Regions from separate parts of the Sus scrofa genome. Here regions 2 and 3 are each linked to region 1. The links are chromatin contacts, called in public HiChIP or PLAC-seq maps. All regions are on one chromosome and are shown on one strand. The core of a region is the stretch at or near the end of the contact, and the rest is flanking DNA. Distances in the headings are between cores, read along the strand shown.

Evidence for each region. HiChIP or PLAC-seq counts read pairs in DNA pulled down with a chosen protein or histone mark.
Region 2: an H3K27ac HiChIP or PLAC-seq map of alveolar macrophages shows a contact between it and region 1. The contact joins two enhancer-like sites. A contact is called at or near these places in 1 of 47 Hi-C or Micro-C datasets (embryonic fibroblasts) and 1 of 2 datasets of contacts at active chromatin or transcription factors (alveolar macrophages).
Region 3: a contact with region 1 is called in an H3K27ac HiChIP or PLAC-seq map of alveolar macrophages. The contact joins two enhancer-like sites. A contact is called at or near these places in 1 of 47 Hi-C or Micro-C datasets (embryonic fibroblasts) and 2 of 2 datasets of contacts at active chromatin or transcription factors (alveolar macrophages and skeletal muscle).

The regions. Positions count from the first base shown.
Region 1 is chr17:50,426,801-50,431,342 of Sscrofa11.1, reverse strand. It overlaps PREX1 (phosphatidylinositol 3,4,5-trisphosphate-dependent Rac exchanger 1 protein), which reads left to right. Exons shown (of 40, transcript XM_021078040.1): 6 at 4,503-4,542. Among named protein-coding and RNA genes, the nearest start is that of PREX1, 120 kb to the left of the region's middle. Within about 2 kb of position 2,647, at least 9 of the 83 cell types and tissues checked have an H3K27ac peak or open chromatin away from gene starts, as enhancers often do. A contact at or near this core is called in alveolar macrophages, where this site is marked.
Region 2 is chr17:50,599,793-50,604,334 of Sscrofa11.1, reverse strand. It overlaps the pseudogene LOC110257393. Among named protein-coding and RNA genes, the nearest start is that of ARFGEF2, 30 kb to the left of the region's middle. Within about 2 kb of position 2,689, at least 10 of the 83 cell types and tissues checked have an H3K27ac peak or open chromatin away from gene starts, as enhancers often do. A contact at or near this core is called in alveolar macrophages, where this site is marked.
Region 3 is chr17:50,567,410-50,571,951 of Sscrofa11.1, reverse strand. No RefSeq gene overlaps it. Among named protein-coding and RNA genes, the nearest start is that of PREX1, 19 kb to the right of the region's middle. Within about 2 kb of position 1,936, at least 22 of the 83 cell types and tissues checked have an H3K27ac peak or open chromatin away from gene starts, as enhancers often do. A contact at or near this core is called in alveolar macrophages, where this site is marked.

The DNA.
Region 1 (4,542 bases), core at 1,398-3,897:
AATTTACGCATTCTGTGGCTTCTCTTTTTACTTTCTTTACAGTGTTCTTTGAAAGACAAAGTTTCTCATTTTGCTGAAGTCCAGCTTATGGAATTTTTTTTAGTTGCCTGTACATCTGACATTGTATCTAAGAAGTCTTTGCCTAACTCGAAGTCACAAAGATTTACTCATGTTTTCTTTTAACAATTTTATAGTTTCAGCTCTTACATTTAGGCCCATGATCCACTTTGAGTTAATTTTTGTGTCCAGTGTGAGAAAGAGGTCCAACTTCATTCTTTTGCCTGTGGATACCCGGTTTTCCCAGCAGCACATGTTGAAAAGATGGCACTTGCCCAAGGAATTGTCTTAGCACTTTGTTAAAACTTTCTCGGCCATAAATGTCAGGGTTTATTTCTGGACTCTTGATTCTTTTCCAGTGACTTGTATGCCTAACCTTATGCTAGTACTGTACCACCTCTGATAATTTGGAGAAAGCATGTGCCAGTAAAGCGCACACAGCAAGTGCAAAGGCCCAGAGGCAGGCCCAGGCCCTGAGTTTGTGGCTGGGCAGAGTGGAGTTAGCACTCCCTTGGGAACCGAGACACCAAAGCCAATACCTTCCCTGCAGTTTTGGTCCAGCCAGGGGCCTGGCCAGGAGGTCCTGCTCAGTTTCCATTCTCCATGCCTAGCAGCCCTAGGGCGGGAGGAGAGGTGGGGACAGCCAGATGGAAAAGGGAAATAACCTTTTTCTCACTTTTACCAGCTGCTCGGTGTTGGCAGCCCCTCAGGGAACCCATCAGAGGAGGATCACTGAAATTCCAGTGTCCAGGGGTTTGGGATGGGGTGGCTGTGCTTCCCAGGTTACGCTAAGCCCATTAGTTTTAATCTCAAGAATGAGAGAGGTGAGGGTGTCACACTTGGGGGGAAGGGGGGGCAGGCAGGACCCCAGGGACACAGGCTAGAGGAGTGGTCAGAGACGTGGGCACCGATCTAGACTGAGAGAAGCTCAGAGGCCCCAGAGAAGCGAGGACCACGTGGAAATGACAGAGCATAAAGCTTCCTGTACTGTGGCAGGTAGTGGGGTGGCTTGGTCCTCAGACTGCCCTCCGACCCCCTGGTTTTAGGAGGGGATGTTGGCTGTGTATTGAGGGGTTGAGCCTTTGTCCCTGCTCACTGGGAGGAAATAGGGAGCTGGCTGGCCGCACTCCCCTCTTTGGCCTTGGCTAGCCTGACAAAGATTCAGATGCTCAAAGCTACTCGTTTTGGAGCACGGGGTTGAGGGTGCTTTGGTGTGTTGAACCGAATTCCCCATCATACGTTACAGGCTTTTATTATATATATTTTTTTCCTTTTTTGGCTGCCCTGCAGCATATGGAGTTCCCAGGCCAGGGGTCAGATCCGGTTTGCAGTATGCTGCAGCTGGGGCAACACCGGATCCTTTAACCCACTGTGCGGGCCTGGGATCAAACCTCTGCCCTGGTGCTGCAGAGATGTGCCAATCCCCTTGTGCCACAGCAGAAACTCCATTTTATTATACTTTTATCTGTGGACATGCCTACAAGTAAGCCATCAGCTCCAGGAGGCCATATCTGTGTCATCTGTGTCCTCAACAGAGGGCCCAGCATGGGGCCTGGTACATGGATGGGTGAATGAATGAATGACTAGGGCACAGAGCTTCCTGATTCCAACTTTGAGCATCTCTTGCCTGGACTGTTGCAGTAGCCACTCAGTGGTCTTCCTGCTTTTATGTTCACTTTATGTGCATCTTCCACTCGGAGAGATTCTTTAAAAGTTAAATAATTTGGATGGTGTCAGACCTCAGCTCATAAGTCCTTGTTGCCTCTCCCAGGCTCTTGGGAGGAAACCCAGAGACACCCCCTGACCCCCACCCGCCGGCCCTGCGTGATCTGGCTTTGGCGTGTATCTCCAACCTCATCACCTTTCCTTGTCTGTCTCGCTCACTCTGCTACAGCCTCTCTGGCCTCCTTGCTGTTTCTCACTGCCTCAGGACCTTTGCTTGTGCTCTTCTCTTGTCTGGAGTACTGCTCCCACAGATGTTTGTGTGACCCAGGCCCTCACTTCATTCGGGTCTCCACCTGGAGGCCCATCTCAGAGAGACTTTCTTAGACCACTGCTCCTCCCTCTCTCTGGGTCCCTCCACTTGCCTAGCACTTAGCAATCATGTCAATTCTATTCCCTTGAGAGGGAGGTGTTCCTAGTTCACTACTGAAAGCTTGGAAATAGTATAGAAGTCCAGAGCACTAACCCCAGAGCCAGACTGGTCAGGCTCAAATCTGCTGTGTGACCTCAGGTCGAGGACCTGACCTCTCTGTGCCACTGTATCAAATGAGGATAAGCACCAGAACTCCCTCGCAGGGCTGGGCTGGTATGAGGCTCGAGTGAGCTGGACAGAGCGTCCACACTCGCTGCGTCCTGGCTCTCAGGTTCCCGTTGGTGGTCATACTCAGCCTCTGGACTCTTCCCCTCTTGACTGGGAGATTCCTGAGGGCCTTCTCTGTCCAGACCCCTGTACTCCCCTCCCAGACCCCTTGCTCAGTCAGTATTTTTTGAGTGAGGAACAAAATAGGTCTGTTGTACAAAAAGCTCAGCCCCCAATGACCCGCCTGCCTCCGGCTCGCTTCCTCCTTGATGCCCTTCCGGCCGCGCTGTCCTTCCCCTTCTCCGGTTTCCCAGAGCATGTGCCCCACACGGGCTGTCGTCCACGCCCGCCTCCGCACTCCCAGCTCCGTCACCCCCAGAGACGGGGCTCCATCTCCCCAACTTGCTTCCCCTCTGGCCTGTCCCTGGGCCCGTGGCAGGCGCTCAGCAAACCCACAGCGTCCCGATGTCACAGAACAGCTGGGCCTTGGGACCATGAGGATCTGCTCTCCAGAAAAGAGGCCGCTGTTTCTGGTCAGGCAGGGCAGCAACGAAGCGACTGGAGATGGGTTGGTGGGGGAGCAGGTGCTCCTCGGGGCGCGCTCAGAGCCGTGCCCCAGCTGGCAGCTGGCTGCTCGCAGCCCCGCTCGCGGGTGCGGTACCACCGCAGGGCTGGTCATGGCCTTGCCGGGGGCTTAGCAAGGCTGTCCTTTTTCACAGTGTTTGCCTTAGCCCTCACCATGACCACACGCAGAACCAGGCGGTGGGGTTCAAATCCACGTGCCGCCTCTTCCTTCTTAGAGGCCTTGGGCTGTCCCGCTGAGCCTCAGTCTCATCGGTTAAATGGGACCGAAGCAGATCCTACGTCATAGGCACAGAGTAAAGACGCGGGAGGCGTTGACTGGTGACGACAGTCATTGTCACCACCCTGCTCGTCACTGGTTTGCGGATGGTGAACCCGAGGCTTGGCGTGGAGGGCATCTGGCCCTGGGTCAGCCAGCTCCCCAGGGGCGAAGCCAGCCCAGGAAGCCACGTGTGGAAAGCAGCCCCCAGGAGTGTTCTGTCTGTGATTTTTGAGGGACCAGAGAGATGTAGAGATACTGGAGCCTTCAGGCACGTCGGGGCCAGCGGATTCAAGAACCTTATATCTACCAGCGCTGTCCTTTCGGTTGAGTGACTCGGCCTGCACATCTTCGGTGATGTCTTGAGGCCCAGCTGGTCTCTGCTGTCTCAGTTCCTTTCTCATCACACTTACTACGTGGCTGAAACCCTTTGATTAAGGCCGGCCTGACCTTTAGAACGTCCAGCCCACGTGCGTGGTGGGAGGTGCAAGGTGGGGGGGGGGCGTGTGGATTAAGGCCCTGCAGCCTTTTTACAGGTTCCCTCCCAGGTTCCTGGGAAGGCAAGGGTGGTTTTTTTTTTTTTTTTTTTAATATACCCATTTTACAGATGAGAAAACTGGGGGGCTGGGGAGGGGCGGTGTTGGTGGCCGCTCCTCAGATCTGCCATCCTCTTGCTCTGTGCCTCTCTACGTCTTTGTGTGTCTGTCTCTCAGTTTCGCTGTTTCTCCTTCTCTCTCATTTACTCTCCTTCAGGCGCACTGCCTCCTGGTTGTTTCCCTTACGCACCGCATGTATTTCCGCCGTGACTCTTTTTGCATCTGCTGTTCCCGCTACCAGGCGTGCTCTTCGCCCAGATTCTTGCAGGACTTCCTTCCTAGCTTTATCCAGAATCCCTGTTCCAATGGCACCCCCTCCGAGGGGCCCTCCCTGGCCTCCTTCTCTGAAAGAACACCTCCTTTCTCAAGACCCTTTAGCCCCTCATTCTGATTTGTTTCCGTAATATTTGTCACTGGCCCACATTAGATCGTAGACCTGATTTTCCTTTATTAGAATGTAAGAGCCACCAGAGGAGGAGTTTTTCTGTTTATTAACAGATGTATCCCCTGGCCCTAGGGCACTGTCCGTCGTGCAGGAGCTGCTCAGAGCACATTTACTGAATGAATGCGCGGCATCCCCCAGCTCCAGATCACGCAGTTTGTCCAGAGCAGAGCTGGGACTTGGCTCAGGGCCGGGTGACCCAGAGGCTGTGTTTGGTCCCCTCTGGGTTGACGTCCCTCATTCCTGCCCTGTCCTCTACCTTAGGAGCTGGCCAAGAGGACCCCTGGCAAGCACCCAGACCACC
Region 2 (4,542 bases), core at 1,440-3,939, 170 kb before region 1:
AAAAAAAAAAAAAAAGGCTATATTCCTAATAACCCATGTGACCACCTGGTACCAAATGAACATCAGCCCTAATAACACAGAATTTTAAATGCTTTTTTCGTAAGTAAAAGGTCTTTGTGTATGTGTGCTGTTTTAGGGCCGCACCCATGGCATATGGAGGTTCCCAGGCTAGGGGTCCAATCTGAGTTGTAGCTGCCCAGCCTATGCCAGAGCCATGTCTGAGACCTACACCACAGCTCACGGCAACGCTGAATCCTTAGCCCACTGAGCAAGGCCAGGGATGGAACCCGCAACCTCATGGTTCCTAGTCGGATTCGTTAACCACTGCGCCACGATGGAAACGCCTCATAAGTAAAAGTTTTAAAAGTGAAAACATATTTCAATATGAATGCAGAAGAATAAAATGCTGATAATAATGACTCTTGCTTCATTTTTTTTTTTTAAAGCACTTACTAAGCCCATTATAATTCACAATCTCATTTAACCCTTACAAGGCAGCCCTTGGATGTGGTCTTTCAATTACAATTAACTGAAACTGAACTCAGCTTGATTTGAGCAAACAAGGGAATCTTCTAAGACATGTACTTTTAAGTCTAGTGGGTTCAGGAAAGGCTGAATCCAGGGGCTCAAAGATATCACCAGAACTTGGTTTCCCTCTCCCTGTCTTGCTGCACTGCTTTCCCTGGCGCTTGTCAACTAGACCCTCTTTCCACGTGGTAGCTCTGGTGACAATACTTGTGTTATCCCTCTAACAGCCTTAGCATAAAGAGAGGTTTTCATTTCTAATAATTCCAATGTAAGTATCAGGACTGAATTTCATTAGGTCCACTTGGGTCACGAGCCCATCCTTGAACCAAGCTCTGTGAATGGTTTTGGAATGCTGCTGGAATGTTCTGAGGGGTCCGTCCCAAGTCCATCTTTAGCTCTGGGATGGGGCCAACACTTCCTGAAAGACAGAGGGTGAGGGGATGTCACTGAGATGCCAGAAAAAGAGGAATGCTGGGCAGACACAATGTCAGAAGTCTCCTACCAGCATCCTCGTTGTATTAATAAAGAAAGCGATGCTACTTATGCCTCATGGCTTGTGGATCAGCAAGGATGCCAGCCTGGATGGAACATAGTGAGCAAGGGGAGATTATGGGAGAGGAAGTCAGTGAGGAATCGGAGCTGGGCAGGGATGTGGATTGTGTAGCATCTGCACTTCTTGTGGACTATTATAAGAATTTGGGCTTTTGTTCTGAGTGTGATGGAAGGTTCAGAGCAGGGGAGTAAAGTGATCTGATGCAGGATTTATGTATTTATGTATGTATTTATTTATTTATTTATTTATAGGAAGTTCCCCGGCCAGGGAGTGACCCACACCACAGCAGAGACCCAAGCCACATCAGTGACTATGCCAGGTCCTTAACCCACTGAGCCACCAGGGAACTCTTCTGATGTAGGTTTTAAAAAGAATCACTCCAGCTGCTCTGTTATTCAAATGCAAAATATTATATTGCTATAATATGGACATGGGGCCCAGGCTTGGCCAACCAGCATATTCCATACCTCTGGCCAGTGATTGTATCAGGAATTAACTTGTGACCCATATCAGTTCAGCAAGATCCAGTCCAAGTGCTTCTGCTGTAACTCCTGGGAGAAAGAAACTCTTTCCACTAGGGTTGCTAAAGATCTACTTCTTGCCACCAAGAGCCACCACTTAGTAAGAATCTACTTAAGAATGAGGCCTGTGAGGGAAGTATTCCAGCAGAAGTGCCTGGCGTATATCCGGACAAAACTATAATTCAAAAAGATACACGCACCCCTGTGTTCACGGCAGCACTATTCACAACAGCCAGGACATGGAAACAAATGTCCATTGATAGATGAATGGCTTAAGAAGATGTGGTACATATCTACAATGGAATACTACTCAGCCACAAAAAGAATGAAATAGTGGCATATACAGCAACATGGATGCAAGTAGAGATTCTCATGCTAAATGCAGTAAGTCAGAAAGAGAAAGACAAACACCGCATGATATCACTTATATGTGGAATTTAAAATATGGCACGAATGCTTTGGAATGGATAAGCAATGAGATCCTGCTGTGTAGCACTGGGAACTATGTCTAGTCACTTATGATGGAACATGATAATGTGAGAAGAAAGAATGTATACATAGACGTGTAACTGGGTCACCATGCCGCACAGTAGAAAATTGACAGAACACTGTAAACTAGCTATAATGAAAAAAAAAAAAAACAACCACCACACACACACACACACACACACACAATTATGGCACAAGTGAACCCAACTACAGAGCAGAAACACACTCACAGACATAGAGGACAGATCTGTGGTTGCCAAGGGGGAGGGGGTGGGATGGACAGGGAGTTTGGGTTGGTAGATGCAAACTGTTACATTTAGAATGCATAAAGCAATGAGGTCCTGCTGTACAGCACAGGCAACCATAGCCAGTCTCTTGAGATAGAGCGTGATGGAATATAGCATGAGAAAAAGAATGTATGTATGTATATGTATGGCTGGATCACTATGCTGTACAGGAGAAACTGACGCACCACTGCAAATCAACTATAACAGGAAAAAAAAAAAAAAAAAAAAAAGAACAAGGCCAACACAAGGAAGAAAGTCTGACCTTATGACTTCCGTTGACCCCTCGGTCCAGTCACGCCTGAGTCATTCTTGCCCTGGATTTCTCAATTCTGTAAGTCAATATACTTCACTTTTCATTTAAGCCGTTTTGAGCTGGGTTTCTAATACTCACAGCTGAAAGAATTCTGAATGAGAGGACGTGTATATTGACCCCAGAGACAGATGTCAGTGTGGTTTTGAGAGGCCCTTGCTCCTGACGAGCTCCCAGCTGAGTGAGAGAGATGAAGGCCCTGGGCCTCTTTCCCTGTCATTATCTAGATTACAACCTCCTTTGACGCAGAGACAGTCTTTTACCTTTCCGTCCCTCCCCGTAAATGGTGTTCAACTGTTTGCTTGAGGCTGTGACTTCCAACAAGAAAATGTTAAAAATCCAGGGGGGCCGGGAAACCTGCCGGCCTCCCAGGCCGGATTATAGCTGAGCCTCACCCACGCCTCCGTCCCACAGACCCCCGGCCGGCAATTTACCAGGAGGTAAAAGGAGAGCAAACAAGGGAAGCTCTGTCCCTTTCTCTGATTCCAAGGAGGAGCTCACTTGATAAGCTCAGCCCTTGGCCACCTCCGCCATCTTTCATGTTGCCTTGGGTTTCATTTGTGTTCTCTCAGGGGCCCATCCCGCAGCCAATGCTGTCTCCAGAGCACCCCGGTGGCTTCCATCCCAGCCACCTGGGGCCAGGGGGATGAGAAAAGCAGTTTTCCAACCTCTGTCTTAACAGCAGACTTGGGCGGGAGCCCGCTGACCCAGGGACTGGGGATAGGATTACAGGATCTGTCACCCTCATCTGCCACCTTGGCCTCCCTAAAAGGTGTGTCTTTGTGCAGACGAAGAGGGGGAAGGGCCCCACATGCCTCTCTAGTCCCCAGGGGTGATCGAGCACAGAGGGGAGCTGGATATATTATTATGAACCATCTGATCCTGCTGTGCCCCAGTTCCCATGTCTGGTGCAGGAGGCTCCGCACAGCCTACCCACCGACCACCTGCACCCCCCGCATCCCCTCTCCCCCTCTCCTCCAGGAATCTAAGCTCATACCTCCAACCTGTTCCCTTCACCCGCCAGGCGCTTTGAGAACCCCCTGGCTTTTTGCCTCTGCTGTGCCTTCTGCCTGCGTGTCCCTTCCCCCATCCTTGCTTGGTGAGCTCCCATTCATTCCTCAAGATCTAGCTCAGGTGTCACAAGGTGACAATGCCAATCCCTCCCCTGCCTGTTCCTCTATGCCAATTGGCAAACACATCAGGATTTGTCTCTTCTGTGCTTTGTTCAAACTCCATGTCAACGGATTCTCAAGATTTGCTATTCGAGGCACGCTTTTGAAGCTCTGAGTTTTCAGCCGCACACCTGAATGGAGAAAATCATATCTGGAATCATCACCCGATTTACACAGCATCTACCCTGGCCCTGATTCGGAGCCACGTGCCGCCCTGACCTTGTTCTCTTACGTGCTCACGAAGCCATTTCTGCCCAGTCACATCCATGTGCGATCCTCCTCTAGCACCAGCTCGTGGTCACACCACCCTCCCCTTTTATCCACCTTCCCAACACAGATCAGCTTCAGTCCCTGCAAACCCAGCCCCTGCCAACCGCCCAGGCTCATCTCACACAGTTTCCCGACCTCCATCCCCTGCTCTGCCTCACCACCCAGGAATACTTTCTCCACCTCTGATGCCCAAGCCCTCTCCAGCTTCAGGCGAGGCTTTCCCATGCGCCCTTCCCTCTCTTCCCTTGTTCTTTGCCTAATTCCCACTCTGCCTTCAGGTTTCTCCTGGAAGGGCAGTTCCTCAAGAAGCCTTCTCTGAGCCCCGTCTACGGGAAACTCCCTGGTGACACACTCACGGCTCACCTGTCACTACGTCAGTTGAGCGTAGCAATCACCGTTGTCCTCAGTGTAT
Region 3 (4,542 bases), core at 687-3,186, 140 kb before region 1:
AATACAAGGAAGAAATACACAATGGGAGAAGGTTTCCCATTTTTGCAAAAAGAATCGCCGCGGAACAATACCGTGTGTTTTCTATGGGTACTCATTTATGTTTAAAAGGGCACAGGAAAAGGTCTGCAAAGAAGCACCCCAACCTGCTGACTGTGTTATTCTGGGGTGTGTGGTGGATGCCCAGCGATTGGCCAAAGGCCCTTTAGCGATATGGAAGAATGTAGCCATGTGTTATTTGTATCATGAAAAGAGCATTAACTGGAACCCTCATCCCATTGCTGGTGGAAATATAAAATGGTACAACCACTTTGGAAAGCTGGGGACAATTTCTGATAAAAGCTAAGCATGTGACTCAGCAATTCCACTCCTAAGTATTTGTGTAAGAAAAGGAAAAGCTGTGTCCACACAGAGACGTGACCACCAATGTTGACAGCGGCCTTGTTCATAACAGCCCTAAAGCAGAGACAACACAAAAGACCATCACTGCGTGGCTAGGCGAACACTCTGTACATTCACAGACTGGAACACGACTCAGGAATAAAAAGGAACAAGCCATTGATACGTGAACGGGTCTAAGAGCATCATGCTGAGTGAAAGAAGCCAGGCACAAAAAAGCACATACCATATGATTCCAATTATCCGACAGGCAAAACTAATCTACGGTGATAGAAATCAGAAGGATGGTTGTCTGTGGGGGTTGTGCATTGACTGGAGGGGACCTGAGGGAACTTTCTGGGATGACAGGAATGTTCTAGATCTTGATGGGGGGGGTGTACATGGGGTAGGAATTTGTCAAAATTTATCGAATGATTCATTTCAGATCTATGCACTTCATTGTAAAGAATTTCATCTTAATCATAGAATAACCACCAAAGCCTAGAGAGGAATACCGTGACGTGTTAAGAGTATTTACTTTTCAATGGTGAAAATTAGGTGATTTTCATTTTCTTCATATGCTCATCTGGGGTTTTCCAAAGTTCCAGCAATGCACATTTTTATTCCTTCAGTGACTGGGAAAAAAAAGTAAAGGACGTGGCCTATACATTTACATAAAAAAAGAACATATGCCTCTTTTGTGCATATTTTATTTGTTTAGTCATTTTTTCTTAAGAAGGAAAGGAAGAGGGAGGAGGGCGAGAATAGGAATCCTCTCAGTCCTTTTACTGTCAAAAAAATTAACTGGAAACCCGCAATATTCAGTTCTGAATTCTGTGGAAAATGAAAATAATTCAGGACAACAGATTGTGCAATCAAGAAGCTTACAAGTGTGCTGAGCAGGTGGGGAATCCTCTCTGCCTCTAAAAAGAACATTGAAGGAGTTCCCGTTGCGGCTCAGTGGTTAATGAACCCAACTGGCATCCATGAGAATGTGGGTTCGTTCCCTGGCCCCTCTCAGTGGGTTAAGGTTCCAGTGTTGCTATGAGCTGTGGTGTCGGTCGCAGACACAGCTCGGATCTGGTGTTGCTGTGGCTGTGGCGTAGGCTGGCAGCTGTAGCTCCAGTTGGACCCCTAGCCTGGGAACGTCCATACATTGTGGATGCAGCCCTAAAAAAGCAAAAAATAAATAAATAAGTACATAAATAAAAAGAGCATTGAAAAAGGCACCCTCCTCCTTGAAGCCTTCCTTGATTTCTCCTTCAAACCTCTGCCTCTACAGGACTCATCTTACCCCCACCTTGTCCACAGAGGATAGGGTGCTTTCCTTTTCTCTGAATCCCCAGAGCCTGGCACTGGGTGTTTTGTACAAGGTGAGTTCTCTGCTCAGGCTCTGTGCACTTCATTTTTTTAGAAAGCCCCAGAGCAGACCCCAGTCGTGGGTAGGTCCCTAGCTTTTCACACTTTCACTGTGTGAAATGGGCACTGTGTAGATGAGGAACTGAGAGGTTGACCTTCTAGCCCCTGGGGGTTGGGAATAGATACTCAGGGGACTCCCAGACGCTTTGCAGAAACTCCTGCCTTGCCTTTAAAGGTCAAGCTGGTCACCTCGGGCTTGCTTTCTGCCCCATTCTGGTTTCCTTGGCCTCCGGTGAGAGGCATGGGTGGGTGGAGGCCGTGCCCCTCATTAGACAGCAGTGTCAAGCGCACATCTTGCTCTGCTCCAGCCCCTCTGCCTCCCAGGAGCTCAGGCTCACAGCAGAGCTGGGACCCAGCAAGTTTGCCCGCGCTGTCTTTGGCTGGCGACTGGGCCACTAGCATTGTTTTCTGTCTCTGGCAACACAATAGAAGTTTTGCAGAGGCTCAGGGAGCGTCTGCAAAGTGCTCTCCTCCTAGAGCGAGGCACTGTGCCGGGCTTTTTGGCGGCTTTTTATCTTTGGATCCAGGCGAAGCTGGGCAGGGGCAGGGGCAGGGGCAGGGGCAGGACAAGACCAAGGCTGGAGACAGTTATAGCTGCCTCGGGCTGTTCTCCAAAGGGGAGGTGGTCATGTGAGAGGAACAAGATGCCGAGGTGTCGCAGCACAACGGGGCTCTGGGTGGGGTGGGGGTGGGGAGAGCTCTCCATAAAGAGGGCAGGGAGCACCAGGAGCCGGTGACCTGTCTTCCCGCCAGAGCCCTTGATGCAAGTCCTGCTGGGGAAGGGAATCTGAAGGCGCAGACCGGATACTATGCACATCACCAGAAGCTTCTTTTTATCTTGATGTTATATTCCTGATCTTCTGTCTCCAGTACTACCAGTCAGGCCCAAGCCAGCCAGCCCCCTCTCACCATATACAAGATAGCCTCCAGCGGGGCTCCCTGTTTCCTATAGTCCAAGCTAGGATTTACTCACTGTGTAACCCTGTGCAAGTCACTTTACTTCCCCGTGCCTCAGTTTCTTCATCTATAAAATGGCACCATAGTCATGCTCATTATTATAAGGACATAATGAGTTAATATGTGGACATTGCTCAGAACAATGCCTGGCACACAGTCGGTATTACAAAAGGGTTGGTTATGGTCATTTTGTTATTATTATTCTAATTATAGGCTATTTGCACTCAACAGTGTGACCATTTAAAAACCTGAATCAGGAGTTCCTGTGGTGACGCAGTGGAAACAAATCTGACTGGGAACTATGAGGCTGCGGGTTTGATCCCTGGCCTCACTCAATGGGTTGAGGATCTGGCGTTGCTGTGAGCTGTGGTGTAGGTCACAGACGTGGCTTGGATCTGGTGTTGCTGTGGCTCTGGCGTAGGCTGGTGGCTATAGCTCCAATTAGACCCCTAGCCTGGGAACCTCCATATGCTGCGAGTGCGGCCCTAAAAAGGACAAACAAACAAACAAACAAAAACACAAAAAAACAAACCTGAGTCAGCTCATAGCACAGCCTTGTTTAAATCCCTCCCCTGGCTGCCCACTGTGCTTAGCACAAAAACTGTGCATCTTCTGTCTCCACGTAGCTAATCTGACTTCCTCTCCTACTGTTCTTCTCACTACTCATTGTTCCCACCCTACTGGCTCCTTGCTGCCCTTGGAATGTTCCAAGTGTGATCCAGCCTCAGGGCCTTTGCACTTGCCATTTTCCCCTGCCTAGGAAGCTCTTCTTGCACTTTGCCGAACTGGTTCTGGCTCAGCATTCAGATCACAACTTAATAAGAGAGTCTTCCCAAATCACCCGATCTAGGTATATGCCTTCCTGTATTTCTCTGTGAAAATACCTAATTTATTTCTTAGCTATTGTTGGCTATGTGCTTACTTGTTTAATATCTCTCTCCCCTGATTAGAATCTAAACTTCACAAGGGATGAGACTTTGTCTTATTCACTATTTCTCCCCCTGCATCTAGCATAATACCTAGTTGATAGTCATGGCTCACTTAATATGATTTAGTTAAATGAATGAATGCAGAAATGAGACAAGGACTCTAGGGTTAGAGTAGATGGAGGTGTCATCCATCCAGGGGAGAGTGGATAAGGTCTTTTGGGGAACGTGGCAGATAAGTGGTTCAAGGTGGGACATGTTTTTGAGATGCCTCTGGGATTGCTTGGAAAGATGCTCACTGTGCATCTCACACATGGGTCTAGAGTGACCCTAGAGCTATGTTGCTGGACGTTTCACTACCTATGGGCCATATCCATCAGGATAATTTTTTCTACAATTGAGTGAAGATCCAACTCAAGTGGTGTAAGCAGTGTGTCCTGAGGTAGCGCAGTTCCAGGGTTGGTTAATTCAGTGGCTCAACAGCAGCATCTAGGGTGATGGCAGTCTCTCCTTGTGGGTCCAAGATGGCTGCCATGGCTCTGGACCTGGAGTCTTCACGCAACATCCACAGGTCAGAAGAGCAGAAGAGATCCTTTTCCTAAGTCATGTTCTGAGAGAGAAAAATGTGAAGACCTCAGCCTTACGGCATTAAGTCTAGTTGGCTACCAATGTGTCACACCTCTTTTCTTCATGATTGGTTAAGACTCCTTAAGATTTACCTATTATAGGTGGGAAGGGTTAATTCTCTCCAGAGGCCTATGGTGGCCAAACTTGGAATTTTGATAGCAAGACCAGGGAAAATGGTTATTGTTTGCAAAAAGTGGTGTCTTCAGTCTTTAGAAGGTGAGGATTGAGAATACTCCCG